Regions from separate parts of the Mus musculus genome. Here region 2 is linked to region 1. A link is a contact called in public ChIA-PET data. All regions are on one chromosome and are shown on one strand. The core of a region is the stretch at or near the end of the contact, and the rest is flanking DNA. Distances in the headings are between cores, read along the strand shown. Region 1 overlaps Ncoa7 (nuclear receptor coactivator 7). Region 2 overlaps Ncoa7 (nuclear receptor coactivator 7).

Region 1 (6,990 bases), core at 1,529-4,028:
TAAATGAAAATTAAATTATAGGATAACACTACCTACTTTTCTAATTAGCAAGCATTTTTAGGAGAAAGAAAAAGTATAATACTGATAATTCTTTTTGCTGGCAAGACCCAGTGGGAAATCTCTCACACTCATGGCAAGTTCAGTTGCTGACATAAAACTTAGGAATCACAGAAATCTACTGTCCTTGTCCCTCATAATTCCACATCCAGGAACTTCTCTAAATAATTAAGGTTGATAGGTGGAGTGGAAGACCTCATTTTTGAGAAATCATTAAACCAATATAATAACTCAAGTGGGAAACTGTTAAATAAATTTTAACAGGTATAAAAATACTAGCAACTAGTTGGAGGATGATGGTTTATATCTATAATTACAGCACTTGGGAGCCTGTAGCAGGAAGTTTGAGGCTAGCCTAACTTATAGACTGAGTATAGACCTATTAAAACAAGCAAGCAAACAAGCAAACAGACAAACAAAAGAAAACACTAAAAACTAAGGTTTCAAAAACTTGTAACAATTCTAAGATTATGTCAGGTGGGAAAAGCCATATGCCAACTACATAGAACAGAATCTTTGTGTAGAGTAAAAAAGGGACCCCATGTGCCCAAACAAAATAGAAAATAAAGTCCAAAGACATGTATGAAAGGCACAAGTATGGTTAGATATTTATTTTTTAATGTCTGCACTCTACTTGCTAAGTTTTTTTCTGACATGCATTTTTCTTATGAAATGGAGACATAGTTGTGTTTGAAGGCCTTGAGTACAGGTGAGGGTGGGTTGATAGGTGGAGTGGGTTGAGACTGGAGTCCAAGTGAGGTGCAGATATCCTGGTGGAATAAGGAGGTTCTGGCACGGGAGAGGGGTGCAAGGCCCTTCAACATTTAAGTCAATGGGATTCTGGTCAGAGATAAAGAAAGAGAAGGGTCTGGTATTATACCTGGATTTGTGGCTTAGATACCACTAAGATATAAAAAAAAAAAATGAGCAGAAACAAAAATGTTGAAAGATAATGAGTTATTCTGGGTCTCCTGAAGATTACAACCCATTAACTCCTAAGGAGGTTGACAATTCTCCTTCACAGCATGAAGCTGAGGCACAGGGGTGCCTATCATAACGCTTCTGAGCATTACTTGTTCCGAATGAGGGAACATGGAGCCTTCTCCTCAGCTGGGCACTGTTTCCCTTATGGACAGACAGACATAAAGGAGCTACCCACTAACTTACGCCAGCTGTCCTTTCTTTCCCCAGATCAACAGCTTTGGTATGGGCAAATGTTGGAAGCTGGCTCTTAGCAGAAAGTGGCTATCATCTCTGCAGCCATCCCGGGCTATTTACTTACAGGTGGTACTTTTCCACCCTGACGAGAGACTTGCTTTCCTAGCATGATGTTTTTGCAAGAAGCCCACCACAGCTGAACACACTCTGATAACATCTTGTTTTTCTCCTCTACATCCTGGACCTATGGTTAAGTGTCTCCAGCTGCACTCCCCAGCGAGTGCATATATACCTATAGTTACTTTTCAATAAACGAGCCTCCAACCTCAAGCTGATAGGCTGTGTTGTCTCCATTCTTCGAGTCTCTTGCCCATCAGTCCCCACTCTCTCTCTTGCAGACCCTGTTCACTGACCCGTGAAATGGGTCAGGCAAAGAAGTCCCAAAGAAGCCTCTCCTCTCCTCCTTCAACCAAGGTCAAGATACAGTCTTCCAAAGAGTTTTCACTCTTTCACTTTCCTCAATGGCTTTGGGGTTAACTGGCCAAACTCTTCTGCCGCTAGACCCTTGAGGGGACCTATATCATTCTTCACACCTCCTTCACCCCTTGTCTTTGGGTGTGCAGTGTGGCTCCTTCTCCACCTCCAGCTGACAATAGATGAAATCTGAATCCCAAATGAATGGAGAAAGGGAAGAAAATGTTTTCAACAAAATGGTGCCTTTGGCTCAAGATATTCAGGTCTAGTCAGGAAAAGGTTAAGTAACCATCATGGGCCTAAATTTTCTTTCCAGAGCTCTGTATTGGGTGAAAGACTATAGCCTCACTAAGAAAATTACGTTTTCCTGATAGAGCATCCCCTTTGATATTATTTACCAGAAGTAAAGTCAAGATGGGATATCCTCATGTTTCTTAGAGTCTGCTGGGCCTATGAGGCATCTGTGAGCTCTATCATAGCATCTTGTAGGAAAGAGGAACATGAATAGTTAACTAAAAATAGGTGGTAAGTATGGGGTATATGGGGGCTTTGGTGCAATGTACACTGCAGGGAATAGGGCAATTGAGAAGCTGAATATAATGACATGATGCAGTTTTTATCCAAAAGGTAGGTGGCAACAGAGAGCAGAGCAGCAGGAAAAGTGAAGACGAAGGGAAGGAAGCTGGGGATAGCTCAGTGAGTATATGGCTTGCCTTGTGTAAAATGCTTGCCTTATAGGCATGAGGATCTGAGTGAGTCAAATTCCCAGACGCCATAGGAGTACAAAAGCTATGGATGGTGGTGCACAAGAGTCGGAGCCAGGAGAACCTGGAGAGTTAGACCGCCACCCTAGCCTCTTTGGCTACTTTCAAACCAAGGAAAGACCCCTAAATGGGAGAGGGGAAGGTGCGTGCTAACTGTAGAATAAAGTACATACACACACACACACACACACACACACACACACACACACACACACACACGAATAAAGGAGATGAGATGTTTCTTCCCCTTTTCTCCTAAAAAGGCAACAAAATATCATATGCTTGTGAAAGATAAGGAACCACACAGGAAGGAGAAAGCATTTAAACACACAAAAGATAGCCATGGCTGATAAGCCAGAAGGCAGCCTGAGAGATGAAAAGAGTCTCTTCTCTCTGAGACAGAAACTAAGATTGTAATAATTGATCATTTAAAAATGCAGGAGAGGGAGGATCAGAAAATAAATTTGTGTAATTCTGTCTTTGTCATAAACTGGAGGGAGGCCCAATGCTAGGATGCATGGATGCTGAAATGGGCTAGGGAGCATAAAGTGACCCGTGAGAGGTTCCAACAAGGAAAGATTTCTAGTTATGACTGAGGAGCCGGATGAATTCGGAAACTACCCCTTTATCTTGGTACCGTTCTGCTTGTTTTGTGGTATTTGCTTCGTTTTGTCCTTTGAGATGAGGCCTAGCCTATACTGCTTAGGTTGATCTCAAACTCTTGGATTCAAAAGATCCTTCTGTCTTTGCCCATGGAATAGCAAGAGAACAGGTATGTGCCACCATGACTGGCTTCAGTTGTTAGGTTTCCTATAGCAATGCTTGACTGCCTAGGATCAGAGCTAATATGAGGATACACTCTTCAGGAATACAATGGTCCAGATGGGTATAAAGGATGGAAGAAGCTCTAAGCAACTTACCCTGATAACTGGTAGTGGGATGTCTTTGAATGCATTCACCATCTACCTAGGAGAATAAAACTGCTTCAAGGGATTCAAGATAGGAACAGAGTAAGACAGAGTCAAGGGACCAGATTCCAGAGACATCCATGAAAATATAGAACAGGCTTAGAGGCAGGAAGGTGTGACAGATTCATCTCCTGTCTCAGTCCTATAAGCTTATTAGACACAGAGATATTTCTTATCCATCTTTATACCACTAGGGTCCCCAAGCAAAGAGATACTTGATATATCATGGTCTAATTTGAAAGGGAACTCAGGGTCAGCAAGCTGTAACTGCCAGTCAAATCAAGCTAGTCACTCTTATATGGCACAGGAGACAAAGATTCAAAATGTATCCTAAATACATTAGAAAAATAAAAGAATAGTATCAGCTATTAATAATTTTTGGAATGTGAACACAAGGCCGTTTCCGCTGCTTTGGCATTTCAGGGTCCAGGACAGCCTCTTCTCTTTAACAGTCTAGGTGTTTACCTCCCAGCTCTTGGTGGTCGGCTCACTGAAGAAATTGTCGATCATGTTCAGCTCTTCCTTCTCCACCACCACAAAGCCTTGCTCCTTGGCATCTTTCCCATAGACATCAGGAGACCACTGAACAAAGAAGGTGTACAAGTGATCCACCCTGGAAAACAAGTTCGTGATGCAAGTGAACAATTGAGCCCATGTTCCTTCCTGGCAGGCAGCAAGAGCGCCTGGAGTACCTGCAACAACCTTTTGCCCGCTTGGCAAACTGTTTTACTGAGGAGGAAATTCCCCACCGTCAAGGTTACCTTTGTGAGTGGCTTCCAAACTCAGAAAATAGGAACCCCCAAAACAATACAAAAGCCCACAAGGAACAATCACTACTGAAACTGCCTCAATCTGAAAGAAAGATCAAGAGATAGGGCAGAATATGAAAAATCCCCAGTGAAATAGTACACCAAATGTTTCCTCTTCAGGGGACTTTCACTTATTGGATACATACTGTCAGGGGAAAAAGGTTGACTTGAGGCTTTCCTTAAGAACAAAAGCAAAGCCCAAAGACTCTTGCTAAAGTACAAGATACATTATATAACAGTTTTAATAAAACCCCTCCAACCACTAAACCAACAAGAAGTTACTAGAAACAACACAGTTTTATCCTTGGGAAGACCTATCTCTTGTGGTACGGGCATGTCCTTGGCTTCTGGCTTCTCTGATTTCTTATATTAGGAAACACATTTCAGAAGCATCTCTCTGGTTATAATCAAGAAAAAAATTGCTCAGTGTTCAGCTGAAGTTGGGAGCTATAGTTCCCACAGCCTGCAGTATCCACCCTGAATGGACCAGTCCCAAATACTAGTTTGTTTTTTTTTTTTTTTTTGGTTTATTGGTTTGTTTCATTTATAACCATGATAGTAAGGGATGGAACAACAGAGAGGACCACATGGTTTTAAAAAGCTCTTGTAATTACAAAACAATCTAATTTGAAGAAACTGGTGTAGCAGAATTGTCCCCCAATTAACTTGAATATTAATTCAACAAGAAACCTGTGATTGGGAAGTGGAAAAGGAAGGTGGGCAGAGGTTTTTAGGGATGGGAGAGAGAACACAGAGGGGACGGAAGGAAGATGGATGAAGAAAAAGATGATCCAGATTCTGTGCGGCTTTAAATAGCCACAGGTAGCTAAGAATATCTTACAAGGGATGTTTTATTACAGGACAATTTATCTTATCTAGGTGGGCAATTTATATCAATATCATTTGGCTCTAAGTTTATTGTGTGGGCGTTTGGTGGGGTGAGAATTTACTGATATAAGTCTGACTTATAAATTACAAGCCTCTAGAGTTTGATTTTAGCAGGTTACTGGGATATGGGACCAATGACCAGAGGGGTTGGATGGCTGGGGACATGAGCAGAATCTGCAGCAAGAGAACAGTGAGGTGGGCGGTCTCTGCTTGGGGCTAGCAGGGTCGCCGGGGCTGAGAGGAGCCAGCAATAGCGAGGGATGGTGCAATTCGTTAGTATTACCAGAAACAAACTGCAAGAAAGTCAGTTTATGGACAGTTAATTTTTAAAGAAACTTCGGCTGTATCAAAATACTTTCACAAAACTGATAGAAGTAAAACAAATGCAATCCCCATCGCAGCTCTAACCAGACTGCTTTAGACTTCCACCTGCTCTTGTCCATGTTTACTCAGGTATGAAAATAACAGTATTATATGTAACATTACATAATAACACTTTTACTGCATTACTACTCTTTAATAACTACACTGAAATTAAATTACTATACTGTGTCTTAAAAATTAATGAGCCATGCCCAGCCTACATTTCTACATTGTCAGCATGTTCGCTTGTAGATGTCTTTCATTATACAAACTGCATAGTGTACATTTTGTGCCATATTTTCAATTATTTTCTCAAGTAAAGATGCTTGAATCACATGTAGAAAGGGAAACAAAATAGTCACAGGAGGCAGAACTAGGAGGGAACTAATTGAGAAAGGGGAGGGGGAGTGTGTGTGTGTGTGTGTGTGTGTGTGTGTATCCATAGAAGCCAGAAAAGAGTGTCAGATATTCTGATACTGTTGCTACAGACAGTTGTTAGTGGTCACGTAGGTGCTCAGGACTAAGCCTAGGTCCTCTTCAAACACTCTTAACTGGTGAGGCATCTCTCTAGCCCCAGTTTTTATGTCTTTTCAAAATCCATTCCTTCAAACCACAGAAATTTGTCACAAGACCAAGTTATGAAGTATGTGTGTGTGAGTATTATGAAATGTTAATATTTCCATTAAAAATAAATGTGGATATTGATACAAGCTATTGTTCAAGAGTGCAATGGTTATGCTATTGTTTGGCTTGTTTATAATATCCAGGTTTGAGTCAAACACCTACATTTGCTATGAAGATAATTTCTTAAAAAGACATTGTTAGTGTTTAAATCACTACACTTTAGTAAAGATGATTACTCTTTAGAATATGAATGGACTCTCCCAATCAGTTGAGGTTCTTAAAGAGAGCAAGATTGAGGGTCTCCAGCCTCCTGGTCTACTCTGAAAGGTTTAGTTTTGTCAGTCCCAGTTAAACCTAAGCCAATCTCTTAAAAAAAAAATCCAGGCATACATGATATACATAACATTTATTTTCTTTTAGAGAAATACAAAAGACTACTTTGAAAAGCTACAAAACAACATTGCTTTGAATGCTTACCACTGAGAAATACAGTGGGTGTGACAAAGGTACTGACTATCGTATATCTTTTTATTTCCCTGATGATTAAAGATGTTAAAATTTTTTCTCAGCCATTTGAGTTTCATCTTTATAATATTGTTTTGATCTGTATCCCACTTTAAATTGGGTTGCTTTTGTGATACCTGGTGTTTTGAGTTCTTTATATATTTTGGATATTAGCCTTCTATTGGATGTGTCGTTGGTAAAAGACTAAACAAAACAAAACAAAACAAAAACAAACAAAACAATCTTTTCCCTTACTGTAGGCTGTCACATTGTCTGAATGACAGTGTCACTTGCTCTATATAAGCTTTATAGTTTCACGAGGTCATACTTATTGTCAATCTTAATGTCTGTGTTTAGAAAGTCTTTTCCTATGCCAACAAA
Region 2 (6,052 bases), core at 1,115-3,614, 94 kb after region 1:
AACTCAATTGATCACTTCACAATTTCAATGATCTGTTAAAGATATTATAAACAGGGGCTAGAGAGATGGCTCCATGTTTAAGAGCATTGTTTCCCCCAGCACTCATATGGCACTCACAACCTCTCTAACTCCTGCTCCAGAGAATTTGATGCCCTATTTTGACGTCTACACATACTACACAGAGACATAACATATAAGCAAATACCCATACATAAACTAAAGATTTTATAAAAATATTATAAATATGTATATTTTATATATTATCTTAATATTTTAAATATTAAAATATATTCTTATAAAAATAACATTTTTGCATATATTTATAATGTATTCGCATATATTAATGTGTGTGTGTTGTTGTTTTTTAAGACAGGCCTTGTCTGTGTAACTCAGGCTATCCTAGAACTCACTCTGTATACCAGGCTGGCCTCCAACTTACAGAGATCTGCCTGCCTCTGCCTCATGGGTGTTGGGGTTAAAGGCATGTGCCACCACCCAGATATTATCTCATTTTTATACCTCAAATATACTCACTTTTAAATCTTTTTTCAGGTTTATCCTTTATATGCATGAGTCTTTTGCTTGCATGTATGAATGTGTACCATGTGCAAGTCTCATATCAGAAGAGAGTACTGGATGCTCTGAAACTGGAATTGCATTTGATTATAAGCAGTCAAGCTGACACTGAGAACGGAACTGAATCTTCTGCTAGAGCAGTGAGAGCAACAAGTGCTCGTAACCTCTGCGCTATCTCTGTAACTCCCCCTGCCCCCTCCATTACACCTACATCTAGAAAGAAAAAGTATCCAAGTTATATATATCTGCTGTTGTGGTTTTCAAATTTTCAATTCTCAGCCAGGGGTGGTGGCACACACCCTTAGTTCCAGCACTTGGGAGGAATAGGTAGGTGATCTGTGAGTTCAGGGCTATCTTGGTGTACATAGTGAGTTCCAGGTCAGCCAGGGCTATGTAGAGCGATCCTGTCTCAAAACAAGCAAACAAACAAAAATTAAATTCTCCTGTTATCTATTTTAAATTGTTGGGTCAACAGAGTTAAAGGAAATATTTGCCCTTAAAAGACAGACAGACAGACAAACAGAAAGAAAAAAGAAGAAAAAGGAAGAAAGAAAGAAAGAAAGAAAGAAAGAAAGAAAGAAAGAAAGAGAGAAAGAAAGAGAAAGAAAGAAAGAAAGGAAGGAAGGAAGGAAGGAAGGAAGGAAGGAAGGAAGGAAGGAGAGAGAAAATGGAGCCATTAAAATGGAGATTGTTTTCACCAGGGACCCCAGCAGCATCTGTTCAATTGCTTTCTGGAAACAATAATTCCATCAGCAGTCTGTTTCTCCGGCTGACGAAATTACCCTGAAACATCCCAGTACATCTGCCTCATATCACACGTTATGTAACATCTAAAACAAACCCCCTGTAGCTATAAAGTATAAAGTATATGTTCTGTGTGGTTGTCACAATCAACCCAGGCAGTCTCACATGTGCAGAAAATGAGGGGAATGAGAGCTGAGGTAAGTCATCCACAGCTGCTACTGGATGTAAAAGACTTCCTGTGTTCCAAAGGGGATCTATTTTGGTTCATTTCTGTCGCATACTATAGATGTATTCTATATGATTAAATGTATTTAAGTATCTTGTCAAATTATGTTTGCAAAAGCTAGAGTAATGATTCGTGGACATAATGTTTTTCTTTAGTTTAGAAAATATTTAAGACACAAATAAATCGTTTTTCAGTACCTCATAAATTCAAATGGTTACAACTTGTCCATCTACCTTACCAAGTGTTCTAATAAATAAAACTCTTAGAGACATTTGAAGTTTTTATTTATATAATCCATATGCATCTGAGGGCTTTGCATATCTAAACAACCTAGGTCACCATTCTCTGTACCTAAACACTTCCTATCTCATTGTACAGCCATTAAGCCATATTCCCCATCTCCCTAACTCCAAATCATCTATGACTTTTCTGCAAATAAAATCAGTTACATATGCAAGTAATAGAATTTATTGAGCAAAGACCCTTCCCTTCCCCTCAGCAGACACTAGATGCTGCCTTGCTTCAGAACAAACATAAAAGTTCCTCATTCAACTCACCCTCACCCCACCCCACCCCAAAACACTGAGATGGGTGCTTCCTGTTGCTGCCATCTTCAAATTTGCAAATCATGGACCAATCTGTCTCCTTAAACTTGGCCTGCTACATATTCCAGTTTAGTTTTGATTTAGGTGTGAGACGGAAAAAGTGAAAGCAGGCAGCCAGTGCTGCTGTGTGCTCAACAAGAGTGCACCACCAAGGACAGGGAGAGACCAGAGAACACCACACTAAATGAATTCTGCCAGACATTTCTTATCTGTGGCTCACACTCTTTATCTATCCATAAAGTCATGCACAAACAAAGGACAAAAATGGAGAAGTGAAACTGTGCGGGAGAGGCAGTTAACGGGAGGGGAAGGGCAAAGAAAAGAGGAGAGAATGTAATCAAAGAGTACTATTACTGACATGAAGATGTCTGATGGAACATTATATAATAGAAATGTAAAATACGGATAAGGCCCCTCAATGTGAGCCATGATCATCTTGTTCATGTAATCTCTATACTGAACTATAAACAAAGGAAAAGTGCCCCACAGCTAAAGACTGTCAGCACTTTCATGTCAGACGCAACTAAGCTGGAAGATCCTACACTGAATACACAGACAAAATAAACAAAAAGCGAATTGCTGTCAAACCACACAAAGACAAGGTCAGAAGACTCTGTTGTTGCTGTGTCAGGCAATTCTTTCAAAACCATAGCATCTCTAGTTTGTTCCAAAGTTCTTAAGTAAACCTTTAAATGAAAAAAAAAATCACAATATACAAATCTAGTACTTAAATACATTTAATTGTTTTATCATTTAATTAGTGATTCTTACTAATCCTTGTACTTTGAACTTAAAAGGTTCTATAAAATGCAAATCAACATGGATTCATAGTAGTCAAGTGTGGTAGAGAGGTCATATAAAAGGACTGAGAGACTTGCATCCAGAGCCAATCAGTTATGTGACCTTGAGCTAGTAGCATACCACATCTAAGGTGTAACACCTTTGTCAATAAGGATGATAACAGAAACTACTTCGTTGTGTTATTATGAGGCTATACAGAATGCAAATCAGTCTCTGTCAAATAGTAAATAATCTACAAACTATTATTTATAGCAAACAACTCACTCACAACTGATGAGTATGGCACATGGGGCTAGACTTTTGTAAGGAACCAAGCAACTTGAAAAGAACTAACTAAATAATACTTTACAAACAAGGCAGAGAAAAGAACAGCATTCCTGGATATACTCCAAGAATGACTGTGTCAAGGGTCCCAAGAGAGGTTTAGAATGGTCCTTTAGGCCCATAACACCCTCAAGATCCACTAAGAAGAAGAAAGAAACTGGAACAGCCTCAAGAGGTAAGGCCCCAACTCAGGATGAGTTTCAGAGTGATATACACATCACAGGCTATAACAAGAGCATGCTGAAGAATATAATATAGTAAGGTTTTGAAAAGGGAGCAAAGTTTAAGAAACAGAAATCAGGGGAAGAGATCAAAACAGTGGGGATAAGAGGGAGCCAACTGATGCTAAATCACAACTAGGACACAAGTGGGAGTTGTCTGGACCACATCAGCCAGGATGCTGGACCACAGTCAGCACTTAGGACATGAGGATGGTGGAAAGACCGATGCTTACACAAAGCTGAGGCAGAAGGATGGTAAGTTTGAGGCTAGTGTGGATTGTATGGAGGGAGTTTGAAGAAAAAAAAAAGAGGGGAAAAGAGATTTTTGCTAAAATCATCAGTGGTTGAGTTTCATGTGGGAGCTATGACGTTCCTCAGCTGAAGCACAAAGCTCCGGTCCACACCCCAATTTTACTTTAGTGAAACTCACTGTGTCGGCAATAGTGAAAAGTGGCAGATGTGTACGTGTCTTCCATGATATTTGCCGCTTGCAACAAAAGTACTCTAGACTGTGCTGCTTAAACTATTCCTTCATATGACTGACTAAAGTCTAGGTGCTGATCAATTTGACTCCTGCAGAGGGCCCTCTTCCTGGTTGATGGATGGGCACTTTCTTGTCCTGTACTCTCCTTAGCCCTATTACACAGCCTGATGACTTACAAGAGGTCCCTCCTATTGATACTGCGGAATCGAGCACTTAGTTTAGGAGTCTAGGAGGAGCAGCACAAATACTCAGTTCATAGTAAAGAAACAGAGTGATTTCGGGGCCACAGATAAAACATTCACACCAAGTTTAGACCTTAACCATTAAGATTTTAAGATTTAAAGTAAATCTTCTTTTTTTTTTTTTTGGTTTTTCGAGACAGGGTGGCTGTCCTGGAACTCACTTTGTAGACCAGGCTGGCCTCGGACTCAGAAATCCACCTGCCTCTGCCTCCCAAGTGCTGGGATTAAAGACATACGCCACCACACCCAGCTTTAAAGTAAATCTTAAAAAAAAAAAAAAAAAGAAACACAAAAGCATAAGGAATATGCACATGTGAGTATAAACACACACACACACACACACACACACACACACAGAACCCAGGTATCATGGTATGGTGATAGCTTACCACACTTATCTTCCCAGACAATCTGTGTCATTTCATGTTGGAATGAATGTCATCAAAAACACGTTTCTTGAAAAATTTCAAGAATTATATAAATTCCTTGAATTTATAAGTGTTTCTCTTATATCAGACATGCCTTGCTATGTTACCCAGACTGGTCCTGAATTCACAGTTCTCACTCACACCTCTCCGTCTTATGTTGGATTACAAGCAAATGCCATCACACAAAGTTCAATAAGCACTTATTTTAATAGTATTGTTCTTAAGATCATGTATTTTAAAGTTTTTTAGAAAATTTTTAAAATGTGTATGCATGATTTTGCTCCATGCAGGTATTTCAGGATGTGTGTACCAAGTACCTGCTGTGCTCCAGAGGTGTTGGCTCACCTGGAACTGGAGTTATGGATGGTTATGAACCACCATGTGGGTGCTATAAACTGAATCCAGTCCTCTGCAAGAGCCACCTCACAAACCCAAGCTTACTCAGTCCTCTTAACAACCTCATCGAGGACAGAGTACTATCTCATCTATCTTAGAGACATTAAAAAAAAATAAAGCAAGAACAACAACAAAACCTATGCCTGAGATCCATGGCTAGTAAGTAGCTCCATAGACTGGAACCTGTAGGAGGCCCCAAAGCATAAGTAGCCTCGGCTTCCTGACAACAGTTTGGTAGAGGGTTGTTAGGTTAATTTACTGATCTTCTAAGATGTGGAGCATCCAGACTCACCTGGGATTTCAGGCTAAATACACATGTTGTTAACCCTTAGCTAACCTTAATATAGAGCCATGATGCTGCAGTGTGTGTGGGAAAACATTCTTAGAAGATACAAATGTTAATACTCATTAGATAAATAATTTCAAAGACACTCAAAAAAAAATACTCTTATACTTGGGTATAAAGCAAACTCATTCCCAAGATACTAACCAAAGGGCCTTCTAAAACCATGTAAAAATGTTGAAGCATGGTACACAATAAAAATGATTTAGCATTTGTGTATGTGTGTATACTTAAAATATGTATAAGAAAATTTTTACAAACTTTATTTTGATACTATATAACATACTACTATTTCTACTTCATCCAGGTTACCCACTTTTAACCATTATGTCCTAATCTGTTAATATGGTTAAAAAATAAGAAGTAATCTGAATAGGCATTTCCCTAAAGCAGATGTATAATGACCAACTATAACATAAACAATGGGTCTCTTCAGATGACTCAACATGGGAAGGTGCCTACCATCAGGCATGATGACACCAGTGACTCGCATCATCAAACATGATGCAAGTAAATAAAAGTAAAGCAAACAGCACACAAATAAAAATGTCCAACATCATCAAGCATAAAATTTAAAAATTAAAATGAAATTTAAAAAACACAATGAGATAGCACACAATCACACTGCGAATGAGTGGGGAGGATGGAAGACAGAAAATTCA

The links. ChIA-PET counts read pairs in DNA pulled down with a chosen protein or histone mark.
Region 2: an SMC1A ChIA-PET map of the G1E-ER4 cell line shows a contact between it and region 1, with 5 read pairs. The contact joins two enhancer-like sites. A contact is called at or near these places in 1 of 39 promoter capture datasets (macrophages), 1 of 15 datasets of contacts at CTCF or cohesin (the G1E-ER4 cell line), 1 of 484 Hi-C or Micro-C datasets (macrophages) and 3 of 9 other capture datasets (adipose tissue, liver and pancreatic islet).

What each region holds. Positions count from the first base shown.
Region 1 is chr10:30,658,408-30,665,397 of GRCm38.p6, forward strand. Ncoa7 (nuclear receptor coactivator 7) reads right to left here. Exons shown (of 16, transcript NM_172495.6): 11 at 3,887-4,034. Among named protein-coding and RNA genes, the nearest start is that of Hint3, 44 kb to the left of the region's middle. Within about 2 kb of position 2,779, at least 37 of the 459 cell types and tissues checked have an H3K27ac peak or open chromatin away from gene starts, as enhancers often do. A contact at or near this core is called in the G1E-ER4 cell line, where this site is marked.
Region 2 is chr10:30,752,892-30,758,943 of GRCm38.p6, forward strand. The region is part of intron 2 of Ncoa7 (nuclear receptor coactivator 7); the gene reads right to left. Among named protein-coding and RNA genes, the nearest start is that of Ncoa7, 47 kb to the right of the region's middle. Within about 2 kb of position 2,365, at least 62 of the 459 cell types and tissues checked have an H3K27ac peak or open chromatin away from gene starts, as enhancers often do. A contact at or near this core is called in the G1E-ER4 cell line, where this site is marked.